Regions from separate parts of the Danio rerio genome. Here region 1 is linked to region 2. Evidence: chromatin contacts called from public Micro-C data. All regions are on one chromosome and are shown on one strand. The core of a region is the stretch at or near the end of the contact, and the rest is flanking DNA. Distances in the headings are between cores, read along the strand shown. Region 1 has its middle 29 kb from the start of fli1. Region 2 has its middle 35 kb from the start of smtla.

Region 1 (3,813 bases), core at 7-2,506, 250 kb before region 2:
CTTATTTGCGTCTAATACCTCAGTTTGTCACGGCGGCATGAATGAAATGTTCATGAGTGAAAGTGAAAGTGCTGAACTGCAGTTAAAGGCAGGCATCCTGCTGATTTGATTCAGAAGGGCACTTTTTTGTCAGACGGCTCACCGGTCAGGTATACATCCGTGCTGAAATATCAAGGTGAAAGTCATCATAGCTTGCGTAGAATAGACCCATCTCCCAACCCAACTTTGAGAATAGATTAACGTCGATATTTTTTTTAATCGTGCGATAAGTCTCCTGTTAACGCAGCACCTTAACACCAATAACGGCCCACCACTATTATATATATATATATACAGTTGAAGTCAGAATTATTAGCCCCCCTTTGAATTTAGTTTTCTTTTTTAAATATTTCCCAAATGATGTTGAACAGAGCAAGGAAATTTTCACAGTAAGTCTGATAATATTTTTTCTTCTGGAAAAAGTCTTATTTGTTTTATTTCGGCTAGAATAAAAGCAGTTTTTAATGTTTTAAACATCATTTTAGTGTCAATATTATTAGCACCTTTAAGCTATATTTTCTCGATAGTCTACAGAACTAACTATCGTTTTACAATAACTTGCCTAATTACCCTAACTATATAATTAACCTAGTTAAGCCTTTAAATGTCACTTTAAGCTGTGTAGAAGTGTCTTGAAGAATATCTAGTCAAATATTATTTACTGTCATCATGGCAAAGATAAAATAAAGTCAGTTATTAGAGATGAGTTAATAAAACTATTATGATTAGAAATGTGCTGAAAAAAAATCTGCTCTCTGTTAAACAGAAATTGGGAAAAAATAAACAGGGGGGCTAATAATTCTGACTTTAAATGTGTGTGTGTGTGTGTGTGTGTGTGTATATATACCCAGACATAACACCAGGCTGCAATTACTAATAATATCTGTTCTCATTTCATTCACCAACCCTCAATGAAACTCCAAGGTATTAATCTTAACATAAGACTCCAGCCAGGTGAAATAGAGCCATGTGGGTGAAAAAATAAAACACAGAGTCGAGGCATGACTGCACACCTCGTCTAAGAGAATTTAAAATCATCTCTCCTCAATAAATCCTCCGACCACTCATCATTCAGCAGGCTTTTAGCGGCCCTTAAAGAAAAGCAGCAGCTGAAATGAATACGCTGTCACCTCTCATTTCTGTCCACAGCCGGGCCCTGAGAGAGCGTGTTGTTCCTGGGGAAGCAGGACAGGACTCTCAGGTTTACCGTGCCATGCTCTTTTATTTTTTCTCAGGCATTTGCTTTGAGGGCCTCCCCCCCAAAGCCCCAGCAGACGTGTCTGACAGGGTGAACCCGACGTGAGCCGCTCACCAGACTACAAAACTCATTCATCTGTGGCTCTGAAACGCTCAAATCTGGATCCAATAAAGCAGGACACTATTGATCCCTTGTCTGAGTGAAACCTGCACTGGCGCTCCTTCACCACCAGGGGGTTCTTTGAGACAAGAAATTGAGAATGATGGGACATAATTGAGACATGCATTTTTTTTCTGAGCCAAAAACAATGACTATTACACACTGATGCCATTTGCTCTGTTCAAACAATGTATTTAAACTGCGCTGAAACAACACTTAACAACTTAATAGTTTTATGTTCAATCCGGTCAAATTTGTAAAAACGAACAAGTTAACTTATTTCCTTCATGTTGCACCAGCACAAATCAAATAGATTAGTTTAGTTTTTACAAATTTAAGTGGATTGAACATAAAACAAGTAAGTTACCCCCTGAAAAACTCAAGAATTGTGTTGTTTCAGCTCATTAGTGTATATTTTTATCATTGTTTACAAAAAACACCCTCTAAAATGTAAAGTAATTTGGTGAGAAGGTATAACACAACAATATAAATAATAATAATAATTAAAAATAATAATAATAATAATAGTATAGCAGAGTAATATAATTTAAAATAATAATTAACAAAAGACAACAATATAATTATTAATAATGAATATATTTCAACAATACAATAAGTATTAATTAACATAAGACAACAATATAATTAATTAAATTTAGTACAAGACAATTATTTCATTAATATTAATAATTGATATAAGTCAACAATATAATTGATAATACTAATTAATATATTACAACAATATAATTAATAATAAAAATGTAGCACAAAAATATTATATTAATAATAATAATTAATATAGCACAAAAATATATTTAATGTTAATAATAATCAATATACCACAATAATGTAATTAATAATAATTAATATAACAGAATATAATTAATAATAGTAATAATTGTATACAATAATATAACTAATAATAATTATTATAACACAAAAATATAATTAATAATAATAATAATATAACACAATAATATAAATAATAATAATAATAATAATACTAAATAATATTACACAATACTAAAATAATAATAATTATTATAACACAATATAATTAATAATAATTAATAAAATACAATAATATAAATAATAATAATTATTATAACACAGACATATAATTAATATACTAAATAATATAACAAAATACTATAATAATTATTATAACACAATATTATAAATTATAATAATAATTAATATAACACAATAACATAAATAATAATTATAATTAATATAACACAATAACATAAATAATAATTATAATTAATATAACACAAAAATTAATTAATAATAATAATTAATGTAACACAATAATATAACTACTACTACTACTACTACTACTACTAATAATAATAATAATATAACACAATACTATAATAATAATTATTATAACACAATAATATAATTAATATAACACAATAACACAAATAATAATTATAATTAATATAACACAAAAATTTTATTATTAATAATTGATGTAACACAATAACATAACTAATATAAAACAATAATATAACTACTTCTATTACTAATAATAAAATAATAATAAATAACAATATTATAATTAACGTAAAACAATAATATAACTACTACTACTAATAATATTTAACACAACATAATTAATAATAATAATAATAATAAAAATAATAATAATAATAGTAATAATAATTAATACAACACAATAATATAATTCATATTTACAATACAGCTCCTAAACAATCATTGTCATTTTGCAGCTTTAAACTTTGTGACTATCGTTCAGTCCATTAGGCTTTACCTATTCGTAAACAATAATTAATATACAGTATAATAAAATGAAATGTAATAACTCATACTTTTATAAAGAGGAAATAATATGTTGTTTTTATTTTTATATTAATGAAAGGCACATTATTGAACTCATATTTTAGCTTTACAAATGTTGTTTACTGTAAAGAACACTTATTTAAAGGGTATACTTTACTAGAATTTAATATGGTTTCAATGTACACTATAAACAAATGCTGGATTCCACACAATCAATGTGTGTGTGTGTGTGTGTGTGTGTGTGTGTGTGTGTGTGTGTGTGTGTGTGTGTGTGTGCAGTTCAACTCTATCACATGCTGACACTGAGCGATACCATTTCAAAAGGCACACTTGAATATTTAAAAAGTAAATAATTGAATCTATTAATAGTTAATATTAACTATTAATATTAGTCTATTCTGTGCCTTAAATATACATATTAGTGTATAAAACGCACAAAAATCAGTTTCCCAGTATATCTGAGAGTGTGTTCTCCTGTAGAGCTGTACAGTATGTGTGTGTGTGTGTGTTTGTGTTTGTGTGCACAGATAAAGAAAGGCCTTCTGAAGCTGCTCTCTCCTGTTCTTTGGAGCAACAAACAAACAAGTAAAACAATATCCAGAAAGATCAAC
Region 2 (3,546 bases), core at 30-2,529:
TTTTATTAAGTATACTTTATGGAAAAATGCTATTTTAGTCTTTCACATACTTTGTGAATATGACATTACTACTACTAATAATACTATTACTAATAATAGTAATCACTCTTTTGATATCAGCTGCCATACTTTTAAGTATTCCATGTAATCAAAATTGACTCAACATATTTAGCATATTTAGCTTTTTATGATTTAATATTATATAAATTATATATAAAATGTGATAATATTTTTAGAAGAACTTGATATAAGACATTTTTGTATCCTGAAATGTAAAAAAAAAATAATAATCCATGGTTTTGAAAACATTTCATATTCATTAATAAATTCATAATTATATCAATTGTAAATCCTATGCACGATTGCAGGTCATATTAACTTAATAAATAGTTCAGTCGCCTCACAGTAAGAAGGTTGCTGGTTCGAGTCCCGGCTGGGCCAGTTGTGATTTTTGTGTGGAGTTTGCATGTTCTCCCTATGTTGGTGTGGGTTTCCTCCGGGTGCTCTGGTTTCCCCCACAGTCCAAACACATGCGCTTATAGGGGAATCTAATAAACTAAATTGGCCGTAGTGTATGAGTGTGAATGGGAGTGTATGGGTGTTTCCAGTAATGGGTTGCAGATGGAAGGACATTCGCTGCGTAAAACATATGCTGGATAAGTTGCCGGTTCATTCCGCTGTGATGAGCCCCGATGAATAAAAGGACTAAGGCAAATCAATGAAACTGAACCCAAACAAATCAGTAAATACAGTAAAGTTGGTTAGATAATTACAGACTTCTAGCTTTCGTCAGAAAAACAAAACTGTGAATCAGCATCTCAGCAGAATGCAGGTGAGTAAACTGAACTCAGGTTGTTATTTCTCTCCGAATAAACTCATTTCAACCTATTTTCCGCTAAGGAAGAAAAGCAGGTGCCTTTTGACCTGCTAATCCCATTAAAAGCCAACCCAACAGGCCTTATCGGATCACATGAGATGGGAATTTGTGGCCAGGAAGAAATGTGATTGTTTTTTATTGTTGTTATTTCTCCATGAGATGGTCGGAGTCCTTCACACAGAAACACATCTGCTAGAATCATCGGCGGCTCGAGCAGTAAAGACTCCTGCAGTTGGAGGTCTCTCTATCATAAATCTATACTGCGCAAACAAGGCCATATCTAGATCTTTGTGAACTTCTGAAGAGCCGACAATGAGCGAGCAGTGAAGCTTCATTCCTGATAACGATTATTTGGCCTTGTGTTTATGATGTGCCACGCAGCGTCTGGAGGGAAGGAGGCTGGAATATTAGAAGGGCTTTGACTGCCATCTGCTGGACATTATCTGAAAATACAATATGGCAGCATTAACCAAAAAAACATCAATATTTAGGCCTATATATAGGCACAAAGAGTTGAGGTCAGAATTATTACCCCCCGTTTTTTTTCCTTTTTTTTCTCAATTTCTTTTAAACAGAGAAGATTTTTTTTTTCAACACATTTCTGAACATAATAGTTTTAATAACTCACCTCTAATAACTGATTTATTTTATTTTTGCCATGATGACAGTAAACAATATTTCTCTAGATATTTTTCAAGACACTTCTATACAGCTTAAAGTGACATTTAAAGACTGAACTAGGTTAATTAGGTTAACTAGGCAGGTTAGGGTAATTAGGCAAGATATTGTATAATGATGGTTTGTTCTGTAGACTATCGAAAAAAAAAATATCTTAAAGGTGCTAATAATTTTGTCCTTAAAATGGTGTTTAAAAAAATTAATAACTGCTTTTATTCTAGCCGAAATAAAACAAATAAATCAGACATACTGTGAAAATTTCCGTGCTCTGTTAAACATCATTTAGGAAATATTTAAAAAAGAAAAACCAATTCAAAAGGGGGCGAATAATTCTGACTTCAACTGTACTTATGCTTGAACTTTGGTAATAAAATAGACTTATTTTGTCTGTACTATTCAATGGCAGGTCTTTTATGTCAAATGTATTTTTAGTTACCTTGCTGTAACTACGAAATTATGATCTATTTTACCATTAAACTATGACACCATCACAGTGCTTTTATTTTAAAGGTTAATTCAGTGAAATGTGTCCTGTTATGTAAATATTATCATACTGTGAAAATATCCTTGCTCTGTTAAACAAGGGGGGCTAATAATACTGACTTCAATTGTATGCAGTTCTTCCCACACATAGACTTTACTACGCCCAGGTATATTAACGGCCACATAAGTATATTTGATGGCATTTCTTTCTTTTTTTTTTTACCAATAATATCATCTTTTGCACTTTTTTTGTATCTGCCCAAGATAACCAAACATCCACAAGAAAAAGTAAATAACAGATTATTTAATCTAAACGATTAAAAAAAAAAGTACTGTATAGTCGGAGAGGACGAAATGACATCTAAACTGGCTGCAAAATATATGCAGGTTTTATTCTAATTAATAATGAATATTCGTTTTAGAGATAATGTCTGTTTTCATTCATTTATCCTGTAATTTAGTTCTCATTTGCTGTATTTGTTATTAATTTGATGATGTTGATGTATTACATATTTTATCTACAATGCTTTGGCAATACTGTACTAAATGTCATACCAATAAAGCAACTAGAGAGAGAAAGAGAGAGAGAGAGAGAGAACAGCTGTGAGTAGATGGCTTCCAGATACAGTAGCATAAAAATTAGAGAAATAGTGGATTTCTTTTTAATTTCAACAGCCTTTTTTAAAACTTTAACTCATCTGCTGAGACGCTGACAAATGATTCACTGGTTTTTTAAACATAAGCCAGAATTCAGTAGGTATCTGGACTATATTTAGTGGTTTGTTTGGGTTCAGTTTCTTTCATTCATTCATTCATTTTCCTTTGGCTTAGTCCCTTTATTCATCAGGAGTCGCCACAGCGGAATGAACCGCCAACTTATACAGCATATATTTCACGCAGCGAATGCCCTTCCAGCTGCAACCCATTACTGGGAAACACCCATACACACTCATTCACAGACATGCATTATGGCCAATTTAGGTCATCAATTCACCTATAGCGCATGTGTTTGGACTGTGGGGGAAACCGGAGGAAACCCACGCAAACACTGGGAGAACATGCAAACTCCACACAGAAACACCAACTGACCCAGCCGGGGCTCGAACCAGTGACCTTCTTGCTGTGAGCCGATTGTGCTACTTTCTGCTCCACCGTGCCGCCCCCAAGACTGACCAATACACTTTAATATGCACTAAAGTGTGTTTTTTTTTGTTTTTTTTTTTTGAGATAATATTCAAAAGGAGGCCCATCTCGGGAATCGTCCTGCATTTTCATACATCTCTCCAGTTCTCCTGCACCCAGATCTTTTTGGAACCACAAACAGCACGTGGAAGCAAGCTTTCCTGCACAACACAGCCAAGTGAAGCAGCAGAGATGAAAAGGGAGAGAAAGTGAAAAGGAGGAAAATGTTTTTGGGGAGGGGGATACGAAAAGATAGGAGCTGCTGGCAAGCCATGTCGCTTTTAATTGCTTCCAAGTGTCCCAGATTTTCTCCTGTTGGAAAACTC

The links. Hi-C and Micro-C count contacts between places; a contact is called where the count stands out from the background.
Region 1: a Micro-C map of caudal fin shows a contact between it and region 2, with 12 times the contacts expected there. The contact joins two enhancer-like sites. A contact is called at or near these places in 3 of 18 Hi-C or Micro-C datasets (caudal fin, hematopoietic stem cells and an unstated tissue) and 1 of 4 datasets of contacts at active chromatin or transcription factors (caudal fin).

Annotation. Positions count from the first base shown.
Region 1 is chr18:51,498,349-51,502,161 of GRCz12tu, reverse strand. No RefSeq gene overlaps it. Among named protein-coding and RNA genes, the nearest start is that of fli1, 29 kb to the left of the region's middle. Within about 2 kb of position 1,256, at least 14 of the 62 cell types and tissues checked have an H3K27ac peak or open chromatin away from gene starts, as enhancers often do.
Region 2 is chr18:51,249,009-51,252,554 of GRCz12tu, reverse strand. No RefSeq gene overlaps it. Among named protein-coding and RNA genes, the nearest start is that of smtla, 35 kb to the right of the region's middle. Within about 2 kb of position 1,279, at least 3 of the 62 cell types and tissues checked have an H3K27ac peak or open chromatin away from gene starts, as enhancers often do.